2 separate regions of the Gossypium arboreum genome follow, and region 2 is linked to region 1. Evidence: chromatin contacts called from public Hi-C data. All regions are on one chromosome and are shown on one strand. The core of a region is the stretch at or near the end of the contact, and the rest is flanking DNA. Distances in the headings are between cores, read along the strand shown. Region 1 holds the start of LOC108454349 (probable carboxylesterase 11). Region 2 holds the start of LOC108457053 (serine/threonine protein phosphatase 2A 57 kDa regulatory subunit B' theta isoform).

Evidence for each region. Hi-C and Micro-C count contacts between places; a contact is called where the count stands out from the background.
Region 2: a Hi-C map of leaf shows a contact between it and region 1, with 2.0 times the contacts expected there. The contact joins the promoter of LOC108457053 here to the promoter of LOC108454349 in region 1. A contact is called at or near these places in 2 of 5 Hi-C or Micro-C datasets (both in leaf).

What each region holds. Positions count from the first base shown.
Region 1 is chr9:15,453,981-15,458,069 of ASM2569848v2, forward strand. It overlaps LOC108454349 (probable carboxylesterase 11), which reads right to left and starts at 2,101. Exons shown (of 2, transcript XM_017752780.2): 1 at 693-2,101. The coding sequence starts at 1,498.
Region 2 is chr9:15,604,203-15,608,291 of ASM2569848v2, forward strand. LOC108457053 (serine/threonine protein phosphatase 2A 57 kDa regulatory subunit B' theta isoform) reads right to left here and starts at 2,290. Exons shown (of 3, transcript XM_017755865.2): 1 at 1,618-2,290; 2 at 1-1,058. The coding sequence starts at 855. LOC108454281 (AUGMIN subunit 6-like) reads right to left here. Exons shown (of 13, transcript XM_017752695.2): 12 at 3,940-4,089; 13 at 3,524-3,769. The coding sequence ends at 3,729.

The DNA of each region.
Region 1 (4,089 bases), core at 851-3,350:
ACTATCAAACCAATTCAAAATAAAACTTTACCTAGATTGCATAGACTGACACCAAATGAGTTTAAGCTTTTAAGTCATATTTCCATAATTGAGTTGCAGTTTCTAGCCCATATGGTAAACCTAATGGATCTATAAACCGAACTACAACCAGTGCACATAATATCTCCAGCCAAAAACACATCAATAGCAGAAAATCTAACCCCAAAACAACAAACAAACAAAATTTAACAGTATCAACATTCATGGTGGGATCAAATTGAACTTAACTAACCCTACACGTTCAACCAATTCAGATTAAAATTTTACCCACATTGCATCTACCGACACTGAACGAATTTAAGCTTATAAGTCAAACTTTTATGATCAAAGTTGCAGTTTCTACCTCATATCGTGAACCTAATCGACCTATAAACTAAACTACAAGCAATGCATATAACATCTCCAGCCAAAAACACATCAATAGCTGAAAATCTAACAAAAACATCAAACAAAAGTGAAGATCACAGCATCCCATTCATACTAGGATAAAATTGAACTTAACTAACCCCTTTATTTTCAATCAAATAAATTCATTTACAAAAACAAATACAAATACAAAAAGATAATAAAAAATAATAAAATAAGAAGAAGAAGAAGAAGAAGAAGAAGAAGATGATCGAAACATTGAATGGTTAAAATGAAGAAATAAGAACCTTGATGGATCACCATGAGCTGCCAACCACGGCTCAACCATGGAAGCCCCAAATGCATCCACAATATGTCTTTGAACTTCGGCCTTGGTAAACTCTGCTCCAACCCCACGAGCCCCACTCCCCATTGACTTACAACACTCGGCTAAATTCGCTTGCTTCCCTAACCAATTCAAGACCTTCAATCCATCGTCAAAAGCCGCCGGATACTTATTCTCCGGCGCCAACCTATAACCAACGGCCACAACTATAACATCACACAATTTCGCTATCCTCCGACAAAAGAAATCGTTGGCGACCGACTCATTGCTCCCACTAACCCAACCCCCGCCGTGAAACTGTAACATTATCGGCAATTTTCGACATTTTTGAGGTTGTGGTGAATAACCTCGATAAACATTATTGTCGGATCTTGAATTTAACCCATCAAGACTGCTTCTTCTCGAATCATTTCTCGGGGTCCCGGTATCAGAAGGAGCATAGCTGTTCCTCCGGTGATTAATGGAATTGGGGTCTAATAGGGAGGATCTGAGGTGGGATTTGGGGTGGGATTGTTCGGGAGGGGAAAGAGACGATTCGGGGAGGAAGATCCGAATACAGAGGGCAGTAAACGGGTCAATGTGAATGTCTTTAGTGGCGACACCGTCGGTGAAACAAGGATTGGGAGCGGAAACGGATTCTTCGGGTCGGGTCGTGACACCGTAAGGATTGGAGGATTCGTCAATAGGATCTTGAATCCAGCTTTGCAAACGCTGCTTCAAGAGGAACTTGAAGAATACACTATATAATTTTACAGCTACGCTTGGCATTTCCCTTAAAAAAAATTTTCTAATTTTTACAACAAAAACAAAAGTTCTTTTTAATGTTTTTCGTCGAAAACAAATTCTGGGTATTGATCTTTTCAACGTTTTTTGTTGATGAATTTGCAGAGCCCCGAAATAAATGAAGATGATGCTTTTCCCTTCCCTTTTTTTTTTTTTCTTTCCAATTCTGAGGTTTTTTTCTTCCTTTTTTTATTTTTTATTTTTCCTGTTTTTGGGTTTTTTAAGGTTGAGATAAATTCAAGGTTTTTGGAAGGGGAAAGAAAAGTATGAAACTGTGAAATGGGTTAATTATAGGTTGAAATTTGACATGGGAATTGGGTGATTAGGGTTTATAAAAACTGGGAAATTATGCTTGAAATCTGATACCATATATTTCAATGGCAGACCAAATGGAAGTGTAGAATGAAAGAAAGAAAAGAAAAGAAAAGAAAAGGGAAGGGAAGAAGAGGGCCCTTGGTTGGATGATAGGTTACAATAAGATCATGCAACCAGCAACTTTAATAAGATGTTCTTTTTTATTTGCTTTTAATGATAGGCTGTTAAACTATGAGGTTATTTTAGTGATAAAAATGTTGGAAAATGGGATTAATATACTTTATATATTATATATAGCCTAATGACTTAATTAACCTCTCAAGTGAGAGGTACGAGAATTAGAAAGGTAGATCTAGAATTTGGGCAAGACAAATTAATTGCAAAGTTGATAACTTCTATTGGGAAATGTTACATTTTGAAGTCCCTATCATTGTGTTTAAATAAATTCTAAGTCCTTCCATACCAAAAAAAAAAAAAACATAAAACATATATTTAAAGCCTTTATTTCATCATACCTTTTATATTATGATTTAGAATTTTAATTTTATTCTTAAATTTAAAAAACTATAATTGAATGTTTAAATTATCATTTGTATCAATTAAATTCCTAATAAAAGTATTATAAATGTCTCTGTACTAATAGTCAAATTTTATTTTGGTCATTTTATTAAAAAAAAGTAAATTAATCTATATATATTAAACCAAAGAACAAATTAGTTTTTTCAATTAAAATTTTCATCCATTTTCTAAAGTTAAAATTAGCATGATTAACGAAATAACTAAACAATTATACATGACATGCCACATATACCTCATGTCGACGTATAAGGACCAGATTTTTAACAATAGAAATAGATAAAATTTTTAATGTAATAATCAATTTACTTTTTGTTAGAATTAAATGACCCAAATTCTTATTTAAATAAAATACGATGGAAAATAAAATAAAAGTAAAATCCATATAGAACTAGACTTCTTTTATTTTATTTTAGAATAAGGTTTTAAACCTTATTAAACTCCATCTATTTTATATTGATTAGGATAAGGTGTTTTAATCCTACTAGAATATGGCTTTGCAAGCCTATAAATAGACATAGTCTATTCCTCTTGTATTTGAGTAAAAATTTTTCGACATAGTGAATTTTCTTCTCCTCTGCCTCGTGGTTTTTTTCCGAAAGGGTTTCCACGTAAAATTTATGTGTTCTTTATTTTATTTATTTTATTCTATTTTATTTTTCACAAATTGGTATCGAGCTTAGGGTTATTCATCTCGATCACGGTAATGGCGTCTTTGAAGTATGAAATTCATTGTTGGATCGCAACACCGATTTGCGTTGTGGCAAATTAAGATGCAAGCGCTTCTTGCAGATGGATCTAGAGGATGCCCTGCTAGGATAGATAAGATGCCTTCGACATTAACAGATGAAGAGAAGAAGCGTAAGGATCGAAAGGCATTAACACAATTACATCTACATTTGTCCAACGAAATTTTGCGGGATGTGATGAAAGAGAAAGCTGCCACGCATTATGGAAGAGGCTAGAACAAATATGTATGTCGAAAACTCTAACAAGCAAGTTGCATATGAAGCGGCGTCTTTATGCTCATCGTTTGGAGGAAGGTGCGTCGTACACGAACACTTAACAAAGTGTTTAAAGAAATTCTCTCAAACTTGGAGGCCATGGAGGTTCACATGATAAGGAAGATCTAGGGTTGATTCTACTTTGTTCGTTGCCCCGTCTTATTCAACCTTTAGAGACACGATTTTATATAGCCATGAGTCTCTCACGTTGATGAGGTTTATGATTCTTTAACCTCGTATGATAAGATGAAGCATCTTGTGGTTAAACCCAACTCTCGGGGAGAGGGTCTCATTGTTCGTGGGAGACAAGACCGGAATGTTGATGATGATCGTGGTAGAACACGAGAACGGAATCCTCGTGGTAAATCTAAGGGTAGATCGAAATCTTCAAACAGAGGTAAAACTTGCAACTTCGCAAGAAGAAAGGGCACATTAAATCTGAGTGCTATAAGCTACAAAATAAGATTAAAAGGGAGGTCTGCGAATCAAAGGGAAAACAACCGAAAAATTCCGGTGAAGTCGATGTTGTAGAAGACTACAATGATGGTGAACTTCTAGTTGCTTCATCAATGATTCTAAAGTAAGCGAGGAGTGGATACTTGATTCAGTCTGCACCTTCCACATGAGTCCCAATCGGGATTGGTTTACAACTTATGAAACGATGTCAAGGTGTTGTTTTGA
Region 2 (4,089 bases), core at 1,040-3,539, 150 kb after region 1:
GATTCCGTTATGTTTTTCAGTTTCGAAAATAAAGCGGTAAAAGATGTTATTGATTGCCTTCCTGATGAATGGACGATGGACCATAAATTTTCCGTAGATACGATGCAGAACGGTTTTAAGATACTCCCTTTCTCTGGGGTCCTCTGAATCGAAAAGATCTAACAGCCTTAGAACAAAAGAATGATCAATATACCGCTTGGCCAATTTTGCATCTGTCTCGGGTGATGCCACAAATCTCAATAGAAATTCATAAACAACTTGCAAATGAGGCCACGCAGGGTCCATCGAGGGTTCTTCTTCTTCCAAATCAAATGCTTCTAAAACCTTGTTCTCACGGGGCTGAGATGTTAGCGCTCTAAACAAATTTACAGATACCATCTTCACGATTTCTTGCATAACAATCTCCGAGAATTTTCCATTAGCAGATGAAACATAATCCACAAGCTCAAGTAAGGTTTGCCGCTTGAGATCCTTCTCTTTGAGGTTTTTTGTCGGGTCAGTGAAGTCAAACACGATGCAACACAAGTTCAGTTTTCGGATAAGCAAGTTCTGCTTCTCAGAATTCGGTACATCTCTAAAACTAGGTAAAGCCTCAAAAGAAGTGGTAACCATATTCCCATTCAGTTTCGTATTCACCACTTGAGAAAACTTGTTACCTTGATTCAACCCAGAATTTGGAGAACTAGAGCTGGAAAAGGACGAACTGCTAGAGTTTGCATAGCGGTTACTAACTTGATCACTGCTTCTTGAACTGGTAGAAGCATTTGATGATGAAGTAGAGGTTCCTCCTCCCTCACGATTGTCACTCGACTTAGATGGTTTCCGTGGGAGCCTATTAAGTATTTGTTTGATCATCGTAACTTAAAACCTCGATATGAAAAAGAAAACCCCTCAAAGAAAATGCAGTATCATCATACTCGAAGTGGACAATGAGTCAACCCAGCCATAAATATGGGACTCCATCCTCAATAAAATGAGTTATTACTCAAATTCCTCAACAGAGAAGCTTCATTGTTTGCCTTAACAACATCAACCAAACTTCATATGTTGAAAAAAATCTAAAACACATAAAACAAGTCCAAGATAGAGAACATCAATCAACTAAAACAAAAGCCCCAATTAGCAAATAGATGGCAAAGCATGCATCACTTTGAGATATAAACATATAGATAGATAGATAGATAGATAGATAGATAGATAGATAGATAAAGAAACCGTATGCCTAAAACAATAAACAAAAGTACCCAATTTGATCACCCATTAAAGCCATGAAATTCAGCTAAAAGCTTTAATTTTCAGGCTACATAACTTTAAAGAATGAAAAGGGGCAAAGAATTTCCACCAGTGTTCCCCTTGGCTCTATTTTTCCGTAGCTTCCAAAGATTAACAAAAGCATTAAGGTTGACCGAAAGGTAACAAGATCTGGGTTTGATCTTAAAATCCCAAACAGCATTTTCCAACAAAAGCAACCTACAAAATTATCCAAAAGAACATAACCCAAAATAAAACTCTAACTAATATGAAGAAAGAAAAAGGGCTTTGGTGCAAAACCAAGAAAAGGTGAGGAAACAAAAATATGAACAAAAAAAAAAAAGAGGGTAAAATCTGTCTACTTACAAAAGAGATAGTTGAGCTACTCCTTTCTTTCTCACACAGAGAGATAGAGATTTTAGAATTTAAAGAAAAAAAATGAGGGATTTAGGAAAAAGAAGAAAAACATCATCCATGAAACAACCTTTGGCTGTTGTTGGTGGTGTTTTAGTTTTCCTTTTTTTTCTTTTCTTTCTTTTATGGAAAATAATTGTTTAACTTAAACCCATATCTCTATTTTTTTTTATTTTAGTAAAGATTTAATCTTTTTCTAAATCTTCTCAGCAAAATTTCATTTTCAATCTCAAAGCTCACACTTTTTTTTCACTTTTGATTTTCTCCCGGATGAAGATGGAGAATGTTAAAAATGAGAAATACAATAAAAATGATAGTTTAATATTCCCACGCGCTACTCAACTCGAGTGGTAATTTTTAAAGACTTGACAGATCCATTGTTGTCCACGGTTATCATCTAAAGGCCAAAGCTTCCATCTTTTCTTCCGGCTTTAGCACAGTTTTCCGTTCTGGTCGGGCAAAGGACCTCACGTGCACTTTGGCGCGTGCCTTAGAAACTATATTGTATCTTTTCTTTTTGTATTTATCTTTTGTGAGCTGTTTAAAATCATTACAAACTTGAATTATAATCTTAGATAGCTTACAACATTATTACCATTAAAATTTTCTTCAAACCTTTCATTTCCCTTTTATATGTAAAAACCCCAAACTGTTCATCTCACATAGATGAAGGTTTATAAAGATATAATTTATTTAAATTAAGGTATAATAACAAATGCAGCTCCTAGAATTTATATTTTTGTCATTTTGATTCTTTTCTTTTTTGAATCACTTTGGCTTTTAACTTTTAAATTGTAGTTAAATTGTTAAACTTTTAATGGTATTGATGTAGACAATCTACATGTTATATTTTTGAATTTTATGAAGTATACATAGACTATTACAAGGGTTACCATCAATTTTCCCTCCAACAAAAAATAAATTGATTAAATTTTAAAGGTTGAAGGATTAAAATAATAAAAGAATTAAGATAAAAAACAAAAGAAAATGTTAAATTTATCATTATAACTTAATTAGTCTTAAATATCAAATAATTTCATTTTTTTCCTGTACTATAGTTGCAATGAAACCCTTCAATAGTATAATTATTAGTTTAGTTATCAATTGAGATTTTTCTCATTTGATAACTATTGTGATCATAATTATGAAAACATAAATTTAAATACCTTTAAGCATGTTTTTCGAAAATCATAAGTGGAACTAAATATTATATAAAAGGAAAATAAATCCTGGCTTTGACTTGATTTTTTAAACATGTATGAAAAGATAATTTTTTTAAATGTTACGATTAAGTTATCTAAAAGACTTTGTTGAAATACTATTTTAATTCAAAATTTTAATTGAAACAAGTTTTAAATTTTAAAACCAAACTAAAACTTGATTATAATTTAAGAAAATCTAGTATACTTAACCCTTGGAAAGGTATGTATCGCAGGTACTCTTTGTTTTTTTTTTTTAGAAATTAAGGTGTTCACCGCCAATAACAGTGATTAATTCCTTCGCTACAGGTACATTGAAAAGAAGTAATTGCAGGCCCTGAAATGGACAACAACACATTAATCTAAAACTTACAAAGTCAACAAAACTCCTTTGCAAGCAAAGCAATGAACGTCATCTATAACTTTCTGCATACAAAAATTGACAACAACATCTAATGAATTTCGCTTTTAAAACATATCATGATGTTAAAGGATAAGCTAAATAATCTCGATTTACCTTTCATAAATCGAGAAACTTCAACGAGCCATCTTGCCAAAGTACCTGTCAGTACCAAAAGGCTCTTCAACATAATACGCTGAACTAAGAACAGTAATCAAGCTTTACTAATTTAAAAGTAAGATAAAGGAACATGCTTGCATTGTGGGCAAAAATTATATAAATTTTCTTTAAACTTCAGTTGGTTACAAAATAATCGCAATAATCAAGGCTTCATCGTGGATCTGTCTCTCAAAAGTACATGCAAGCATCGTGTTGAACAACAAAGCAATGGGTGAGTGCTGGACATCCAAACCAAGGACCCAAAACCAAAACCATATCCGAATGGAATTGTCCAATCCCTGGTTTCAATGCTCCATCAAAGCAGCTTCTGTTTCTGAAAGTGGAGCTGCACAAAACAAACCTCCAAATCAAATACGACCTCATGAGGAGGTAGAAAACGAACAAAACTCCGCTAAAAAAGTGGAACCATGGTGGCATTAGATTATTACACACTTATAGTACAGCGCCTACATGGAGGCTATATAATAGTATTAGTTTTCAATAAAAACAACATACCGAGCAAATCCTCATAAGTATCGGCTAACAAGGACATGTCCATCAGCAAAGGAGGAGAGAAGACCTGATCTTGAGCATCATCCATGTCAAAAAATGATTGTCCATCAGAAGTTGCAGAACTTGAAGCAGCGGCAGAGAGAAATCCATTTA